2 separate regions of the Sus scrofa genome follow, and region 1 is linked to region 2. Evidence: chromatin contacts called from public promoter capture Hi-C data. All regions are on one chromosome and are shown on one strand. Each heading gives the region's core, a stretch centred on a gene start, on an enhancer-like site or on the middle of the called end of the contact. The rest is flanking DNA. Distances are from core to core; before and after follow the strand shown. Region 1 overlaps CLINT1 (clathrin interactor 1). Region 2 overlaps LOC110257284 (a long non-coding RNA gene).

Region 1 (4,408 bases), core at 1,788-4,287, 66 kb after region 2:
TTGTTTTTAAGATTATGTGTGTTTAATAGAAGGTACACTGGTTTCTTTTCAACTGGTAGTTTGTATTTAATTTTAATAAAATCAAAGAAAATGTAATTTCCATGACTCAATGTATCTTTTAACATTAATTCAGCATTTAGTAGCTCAATTTGTTTTATCTTATATAAACTAGTAGGCTTTTCATTTAGCTCAGATGATATTACTCATTCTCTGGTTTTAGGGTATAATGTAAATAATAGAAAATGGGCCACATTTAATTAGAATTAGAAAACGTAATGAAATTTGGATGTTTATTGCTTTTTACTAGTCATGTGATCCTGGGAGTAGTTTATTTGAATTTCTCTCCTAAGTAGATGCTATTAAATATTTTTCCCTTTCTCACTCAAATTTTCTATTTATTCAGTTTATTCATTTATGTTTTGGTAGGAGAGCTTTTGCTAGTGCCATAGCACTAGGGAGAAGGTAGCAAGCATTGAGTTTGTTGTTTCTTCTGCAGTTTTCAATATTTATTTCATTAGTTTTCTTCTTAAGATAGGAGAGGGAGTGCTGTAGTTTTTCCCCATGGTTTAGCACTGTAACTATTTTGTAACTAAGATACTATATAATCAAATATGGTAACATCTGCTTTAGCAACATTAATTCCTCAATTAACTTTTCATTGTTAAGACATTACTCATTGTAGGAGTTCCCCTTGTGGCTCAGTGATTAACGAATCAGACTGAGAACCATGAGGATGCAGGTTCATCCCTGGCCTTGCTCAGTGGGTTAATGATCTGGCGTTGCTGTGAGCTGTGGTGTAGGTCGCAGACGTGGCTTGGATCCCGAGTTGCTGTGGCTCTGGCATAGGCCCGTGGCTACAGCTCCGATTGGACCCCCGCCTGAGAACCTCCATATGCCGTGGGAGCGGCCCAAGAAATGGCAAAAAAAGACCAAAAAAAAAAAAAAAAGACATTACTCATTGCTTTGTGTTTCATTTTCAGATCAAGAATAGGCTTTGGTTTTTTGTTTTGTTTTGTTTTGATGGATAGCAGATAATCCAGCCAAGTGGATAAATGTCTTTCCACCTCTACACCCCATTTCTATACACTCAGATTTTCTGCTAATAATGAAAGTTATGTATTTGTTGAATTTAGGAGTACTAGGTTATTGACCTTAAATTTCTTAGTATTCACAGGACTGTAGTAACAGGTAACTTGGTTTTAAAACACGAGTATTAAACCTCTAAATGTTTAGCTTGTGGATAAGGGTAATGTGGTGAAGACCATGATCCCCTGATGAAAAACGAATGTCACGTGGTCCATTATGTAGCTTTTGGAGCAAGTATTCTTAAAGCTATTTCTTTGCTCTGTTGGTTAGAATCATTTTTTAAAAGGAGCAAATTTTCCTGGCCTGGGTAACTTGTTACCTGAACAAACTGTCTTTGTCACTGTTCATTTAGGAATGTTTTATTGTTTTTAAAAGGTTTTTTTAAATACTGCTATTTTACAGGGAGCATAATATATTTTTACCTCTATCATAAAAGTATCTTCTGAAATCTTAGTAGCTTTAAGATTAAGAGGTCATGTAAATACAGGTTTTAATGTTGGGAATCATTCTTCCCTAATACAGCTTTGTGTTTCGCTTTTTTTTTTTTTTTTTTTAATCATGTTTCAGTATTAGGTACTTAAATTGTTCCCTGTGGTTTTACACACATAGCTTTTGGTATATATATTTTATTATGTATACATATATGTTAGGTACTGGTTTGCTGCACTTACTTGTTAGCCTGGTAACAAGACCTTGGAAGTACAAATAATATGTGGTCTATCTACCATGATTCTTATTTGCCTATAAATAGTTAAAATGTTGCTAATGATGATATAGTACTTTAGAATTCTTAATGGCATTTATTACTTTTCCCTTGGTTACAACATAATGTTCATGGGGAAGAATTTGCCAAATACAGGAAAAAGAAAATAGACAATAAAAGAGCCCATTATTTAAAACCATTACTCTGAATATTGTATTTGTCTCTGTCTCTTGCTGCCTCTGTTTTTCTGACTCTCTTGTGTCTTTAAGTGTGGATATTCACACAGCAAAACACAACTTTAACCTAAACACATAAGTTTAACCATCTAAAAATAGTGCTAAGTATTTTTTCCTGATCAAAGAATGAAGTCTTTATAATAACTTTAAACAAAAAGTAGAAACCATATGAAAAATACAGACCTATTTGACTTTTTTTTTAAGAAGTAAAATTTTAAGGCTAGGAAAAAGACTTCTTGCTAATAAATCTGTTTCATTTTTCATATTCTTTTATTCACAGTTAGGACTGGATTATGTGTATCCTTTGTCTTTTTCGGGGGGTATTTATTTTAGCAAAGCATATTCTTGAACTTCTAGCAAGAAAAAATAGCATAAGGACTAGTAAAGTTTTTTCTTATTCATTTTACTGATTATTCTTAATGCAGATTGGAAGCAGCATTGACCATCTTGTGAGTAAAAGCTTTATTTTAGCTCTTACTTTCAACCAAGTTTGCCTCTACAACATGGACCCAAACCATTATCAAATAAATTAACTTGATATTTTATCAGCAGTGAGCAGCAAAATAAGCAGAAAATGGGGAATAAAGTGGAAGACCAAAATGAACAGTAATTATTTACAAATTGAATAATCAATCCTTGACTTAACTGAATATCGGCTGTGTTCATATAGCCATAGAAGCATGTGTACAGGACTTGAGGATGGTAACTTGTAGTAGTTGGCATTAAAAATCCAGTGAGTGAGTAGTGCTGGCTTGTTCAGAGTTAAGTATTCTCTTTGGGGACTCTTAGTCCTGCCCTACTTACTATTGCTGGAGTGTTTTGAGGGCAAGTGTAAAAGTGTATGTATAAAAGCACTGTGGATTGATTGTAGTTGTGGATTTTATCCTTATAAAGGCAGTGGTTTAATATTGCTTTAAGGTGAAAACCTTCAGAACGTGAGCAGCTTCTTACATACTTTACTCCGGTCATTCCCTGGTAATTTCCTATAATTTTGTTGGTAGAACAGATCCTTGACATTTGTCTGAATTTTGTGTGTGTTTTAAAAAAACTGGTGAGAGATCCCCCTCTAGTGTCTGAATTATCCATTCTTAAAACAATCATAGGAAGTTTTAGGAATTAAACTAGATTTTTTTTCCTTTCACATCTGGACATAATTTTTTTCTTAACTTTCTTTTTTTGGGGAGAAGGAGGGAGTTATTTTCCTTTCTTTAAAAGGTCACTGGAATTATGGGTAGGGTGTGGATTGAGGGCAACAGAAAACATGGGAAAGGAAGGGTCAAAAATGCCATTTCTACCTTTTTAGAAATAGTTATTTTTAAATGATCTGGAATAAGGCCAAACTATACAGTGTTGTTTTGTTTTAGTTTACATTTGCTTCTGAATTAAGTGCAGCTTAAAAATACTTTGTTTTGGAATTCTTTATGCCATCAGACCTCATCTTAAGAACACTGCAGTTTCTGGAAAGCAACCATTTCATTTAAAATAGAGCCTGATACTCTTCATGGAAGTGTTCTAACTTTGTTACTTTTTGTTATTTTGTTGCCATATTTTACCATGGATATACTTTATATTATGATGGTGTGCTAATGGCAAGGTGTCATTTTACATAGTTCCCATTGTTTTTCAACGGAGGAAATAAGGAAATTCTTAAATTATTGGCTCTCTGCCACCTCACCCTCTTAAACACACAGCACTCAAACACACAGGCCTTCAGTTAAGAATCTTGTGAAGGGTTAGGGAAACAGGACCTTTCTCATTTGACCCATGGGCTTTTGTAGCTTGAACAAGGAAAGTAGTGTTCTAAACGCTACAGCATTTATGAAGGCTCTAGTAAAAATATTTCATGTACGTGGACTAGAGATTAACTCTTTTCATCTTGTTCTCCAACAAATTAAACAATGAAAACAGATTGCAAGTGCATTCTTGGCCATGCAATGCTTGGATGAATTTTAGTCCTAATTGCTATTGTTCATTCCCACAGCTGCATTTTGACACTTCTAACTGCCCAAGTCACGCATTCTTCAGCCAGTAGGATAAACAAAGCATTTTGAAATCCATTACTTTGTGGCATCTTAAGTTGCATGCACATAGGTCATTGGCTGCCTTTATTTTATTTTGGTTCCATTGTTGGCAAAATTAGAAAAAAAAATTATTTCTTTACATTTATACATAAAAAATTTTGTGATAGAATTATAACTGGGTTTTATATAAAAATCCATTAATAGTCTTAAATTTTGAAGGAGGCCATAGAAATAATTTGTATTTTTGTTATCAAACCAGTTAGGAGACAGCTTTTCTCTGAGATTTGAAAGAAAGTAATAGGATTTTGCTTTTCTATTTTAGTAGAACAGTGTTCTGAATGTAAATCTAGAAGCCACATTTA
Region 2 (4,897 bases), core at 1,738-4,237:
TTTTATTGTGGGCTTTATACAGGCTGGAATTAGGGAAAGAGATGAGAAAGAAAGAAAAGCGGAACAGAAATAAGAGAAGGATGTGGCGGTTGATAATGTGTGTTCACTGATAAATGCATATCTTTATGTAGAAGAGTGGTTTTTAACTAGGGAAGATTCTGCACCCTCCCCCCGAAGGTTCCCACATTAAATATACTCCATGCAGTTCAATTTACACTTGCTAAAAGTTATTCACTATTTCTCTGAAATTCAAACTTAACTAGGCACTTGTATTTTCATTTGCTAAATATGGCACCCCTATCCGGGGGACATGGGGCAATGTCCGAAGGCATTTTTGATTATCCATGACTTGGGAGTTGTTAAAAAATAAACTGAGGCACATTGACATTTTTAAGTTTATGTGAGAGAAAATCAATTCGTATCAGGCAGGGAGAAATAGGAAGTGGTTAGGAACCTCCTCCCAACAGGAACTGGGGGCAAGACTTTTATAGATGAAACACAGAAACCACGCAAGCAAAGTATTTGATATATACCTTAAGTGGGTGTCTTCTTTGGGACACTCTAAGTTAGCTGCTTGAGAGTGGTTATCCTTAGGTTTTGGTTCCTTAACCTTGGGTCATTTCTAGGTTTAGCTATGGTGGTTTAAAAAGGCAGCTAAGGCATTAGAATCACCTCAGTTTAATCATCTCCTTGTTTAATTACGTTCACAGCTACTAGCATCTAGTAGGTAGAGGCCTGGGATGTTGCTAAATATTCAGCAAGGCCCAGGACAGTCTCCTCAAAGCAGAGAATGATCTGGTCCAAAATGTCAACATTGTCACTGTTGAGAAGCCCTGATGTAGAAGGATTTTTATTTTTTGTCTTTCTAGGGCCACGCCCACGGCCTATGGAAGTTCCCAGGCTAGGGGTCAAATTGGAGCTGGAGCTGGAGCCTACCACAGACAAAGCAACTTGGGATCCAAGCAGTGTCTGCGACCTACACCTCAGCTCATGGCAACACTGGATCCCTAACCCACTGAACGAGGCCAAGGAACCTGCATCCTCAAGGATACCAGTCAGGTTCGTTACCGCTGAGCCAAAACGGGAAATGCCAAAGTATATTTTTTGTCTCTAAAGAAGGTGATAGGGATGGAGTCGGCACAGATAGTTGTAGAAGTCCCAGTAAAGGATCATGGATAGAGAGGGAAATCCAGGGGACTTTGGGAGATCACTGGAAGTTAATAAATTGCTCATAAAAGCCGTCAGAACAAGGCAGGCTTGCTAGACTAGTGGAAGTTTGAGAATTGCCTCAGGTCATTGAATGGGGGATGGGATGAGGCCTACATGCAGATTCAGACCCAGGGCAGGACTTAGAGGATCGCCCTTCTGCTGCTTTGAATCCACACCTTACCAAATACTACTGCTACTACTCCCAGAAAGGAAGAGGTGGTATTTTCCAACCCCCACTCCCTTGGATAAAAAAACTGTAGCCCACCAGATCCTCTGGGCAGAACTTCCGTGCCTGCCAGCTTACACCTCTCACAAGCTTCCCATCCTATTCCTATCCAAATAAATCTATTTCTTGCCTATCACTTTGTCCCTCGCTGAATTCCTTCTGCTCAGAGACATGAAGAACCTGAACCTCAGTGAGTCCAGACACAGGGTGAGTGATTCTAATTTAAATGTGTGAGTTCAAGTCCCAATCTGGGTTTAGGCCAGGTTTGAATCCCAGCACCTGGGTTCAAGTCCCAATCTGTGTTCTGGCTAGGTTCAGGCTGTTAGTACTGTCAGTTTCAAAGGTACCTAGTGGAGTTTCTGCTGTGGCATGATGGGTTAAGAATCTGACTGCAGCAGCTCAGGTCACTGCAGAGGCATGGGTTCAATCCCTGGCCCAGTGCAGTAGGTTAAAGGATCCTGCACTGCTGCAGCTGCAGTGTAGGTCACAGCTGAGGCTCAGGTCCGATCCTTGGCCTGGGAACTTTCGCATGCCATGGTATGGCCACAAAAATAAAAAGTACCTAGTATGGCTAAAATAGCACCACAGGAAAACGACATGCATATACATGCGTAAGTACATATATTTTTCCCCAGAGAACATATTTGCAAAGTTTCTTTCCTTTAAATCTACAAGCTATGATGATCTAAAGTTTTATCATGGTAATTTCTTCAATTTCTCCCAGGGGTGATATGACAAAATTCAAATCACATTTGGGGAAAAATACTCAAACATAGTAAGTGATTCTCCAGGATCCCACAGAGCCCTAAGGAAAATAGAATTAAAGCTCACAAATGCTAAACACATTACTATTCTAATAAAGCCAGCCTGTCTGCACCTCTCCTGTTCAACTCTCACCATGTTCAGAATAGGGTGACTGCAAGAGGGCTTTAGTTTCCAAGAGATCAAAAGTTTTCACAACTGATTAGTATCCAGAAAGCAACAGCCTCCTTTAACCTTGAGATGCAAATAGCCCAGGATTGTCAAGGGATCTGAAGGGATGGAGGATTTGATGGAAGATCAAATTCCCGACATTTCCAGGGCAATTAGTTTCACATGCAAAGTCACAGGAAGGTCCTGCCTACTCTCCTTGAGCAAAAGCTGTAATAAGACTCCGAGCTTCACAAACTTGAACTAATTGGTCTGTACCCACCAGGTAGAGTTCATTATTGTCACCCCCATTTCATAAAACACAGAAGATGGGTAGAAGTCGTTTTATTCCACCACCACTGGGCACAGGATTCTTTAACATTGCCCTCTTCGGATCACTATACATTAACTCCAGGTACCAAGGTGGAGACTGCTCTGCTAAATATTCATCCTAGAGGGAAGGAAAGGTCTAGAATTAAGTTAAACCTCTTTGCAGGTGTCTCTTAACGGTCCACTTGAACGTGAGTTCTGGCCTCATAAAGGTTTAAAACAGTTCAGTACTCTGATCTAATTCCAGGAAACCAGGGAGGAAGTTTCTGTCAATTACAGCCAGGACTTTGGAGCATGAGCTAAACTGATTTTGAAAGATCTGATCGTTGAACTGCTTCCCTCACACTGGCGGCCAGGACTGGAGCCACGGGTGACTTCTCTGGATGTGCCCTGCCAATCGAGATCCAGCCAGGTGGCCCAGTCCATTTGGTGGCTCAAATGCAGCCTGTTGTCACAATGAATTTTCCACTCACAAAGGTACAGTTATGTCTGCATGTCTTTTGTCATCACCTCAGCTCTCTGAAGGGCAGCATGTCAGCTTCCTCCAGGGCCATTTAATGGCTGGGGAATATTCCACAGGAGACCCTGTCTGACTGCCGAGGTTTATGACAATCCCAGGCTCTCTAGGGCTCTCACCTTGATGCTTCCCTTCCTCTGGCACCGATAAAGCTTTATCTTATGCAAGCTGGCAGCTTGCTTTCTCAAACAGGCCAAAAGATACTGGCCACAAAGACTTGCCCAGAGGGAATGTGGCCAGGCAAAGATGCTGGCAGAATCCTAGCTGGCAGGAATGACTAGCTGAACAGCTCAGCACTGGCGTTCTCACCCTTTTGGGCTTTCCACTATCTTTCAAGAAAAGGTGAGACTGATAACAGGAGGTCCAGGGCCTACAGAGGTTTCTGCCCCCCTTACTTCTCAGGGGTGCTTGTAACCGTAAGATGCAGTAGTTAAGAATAGGGCTCAAGTCTCTGCCAATTTACTAGCTTTGCAACCTCACACAAGTTACTTTTTAACTGCAATTTCCTCATCTATAAATGGGGGGGGGGATAATGATACTGAGAACACAAAGAGTTGTAAGGAGCAATAAATGAACCACTGGGACATGGTAAGGACCCAATCACTGTGACCTTGTACAGTGGTAGTGGCAGGGGAGGTGGTGGTTTGGGCTTCCCCATCAATGGAAGTCATAGGCAAATTTAGGCCTTCAGCCCCGTTCGATCACACCCACAGAAATCAATCAATCATGAAAAACCAAACCAAACCAAACTTCAAGTTGCCTCATTTTCTTGTTTGCCTGTTGCATTCTAAAACCCCTCTCTATCCCCACCCAGTCCCAGTGTCCTACTCCTGGCCTGTTTTTACCAGAAATCTATATTACCCTTTGACCTTCACACAGCCCTGTTATGTGCACTCAGTGACATTAAAATCCTCCTGCCCATTACATCAAAATTCCTGCTGTCTCCATCACTCTAGTCTCCCCCAGTGACACAGCATGCAAACTTGACCAGCCCTGGGCACTGGTAGGTCACACTGCTACCATCAAAGGGTGACTTGAGGAGTGCCAGGAGGCCATGCTTATCCAAGGACCTCCCCTCTGGTCAGTCTCAGAGCCTTCCTTTCATCCTTATGGGCCTAAATGTTTCAGTGTAAAAATTCCAGTTTAGACGACATCAAGTAACTACAGAGATATTCATGTATTACATGAGAGGTAAAGGAAAACCACCTCTCTTACTAGGTACCCAGTAAGTCTTTAGTTCACTAAAGTTGATCAGATTAGTGCATTGAAAAGAGAGCATACTGGAGCTCCTGTTGGGGCTCAGCAGAAACAAATCTGACTAGTAACCATGAAGATGCAGATTTGATCCCTGATCTCGCTCAGTGGGTTAATGACCTGGTGTTGCCATGAGCTGTGGTGTAGGTCGCAGACACGGCTCAGATCCCACATTGCTATGGCTGTGGTGTAGGCCAGCGGCTACAGCTCCAATTCGACCCCTCACCTGGGAACCTCCATGTGCCATGGATGTGGCCCTAAAAAGACCAAAAAAAAAAAAAAAATAGCCAGCACCTACTGAGTGCTGATACAGCCAAGGGCTTTCTATGTCATATTTATGTCTCACAACAATCCAAAATATGTACTGCTATCAGTCCCACTTTACAGATAATGCTTGAGATAACTGAGTCACTTGCTGACATAATTGGGATTTTAAGTCAAGCCTTATAGAG

What was found. Promoter capture Hi-C pulls out the DNA fragments that hold promoters and counts their contacts.
Region 1: a contact with region 2 is called in a promoter capture Hi-C map of liver, with 4 times the contacts expected there. The contact joins two enhancer-like sites. A contact is called at or near these places in 1 of 5 promoter capture datasets (liver), 21 of 47 Hi-C or Micro-C datasets (alveolar macrophages, blood, brain and 11 more) and 2 of 2 datasets of contacts at active chromatin or transcription factors (alveolar macrophages and skeletal muscle).

The regions. Positions count from the first base shown.
Region 1 is chr16:65,521,269-65,525,676 of Sscrofa11.1, forward strand. All of the region lies in intron 1 of CLINT1 (clathrin interactor 1), which reads left to right. Among named protein-coding and RNA genes, the nearest start is that of CLINT1, 26 kb to the left of the region's middle. Within about 2 kb of position 3,038, at least 22 of the 83 cell types and tissues checked have an H3K27ac peak or open chromatin away from gene starts, as enhancers often do. A contact at or near this core is called in fetal liver and liver, where this site is marked.
Region 2 is chr16:65,455,309-65,460,205 of Sscrofa11.1, forward strand. All of the region lies in intron 2 of LOC110257284 (a long non-coding RNA gene), which reads right to left. Among named protein-coding and RNA genes, the nearest start is that of CLINT1, 40 kb to the right of the region's middle. Within about 2 kb of position 2,988, at least 7 of the 83 cell types and tissues checked have an H3K27ac peak or open chromatin away from gene starts, as enhancers often do. A contact at or near this core is called in fetal liver and liver, where this site is marked.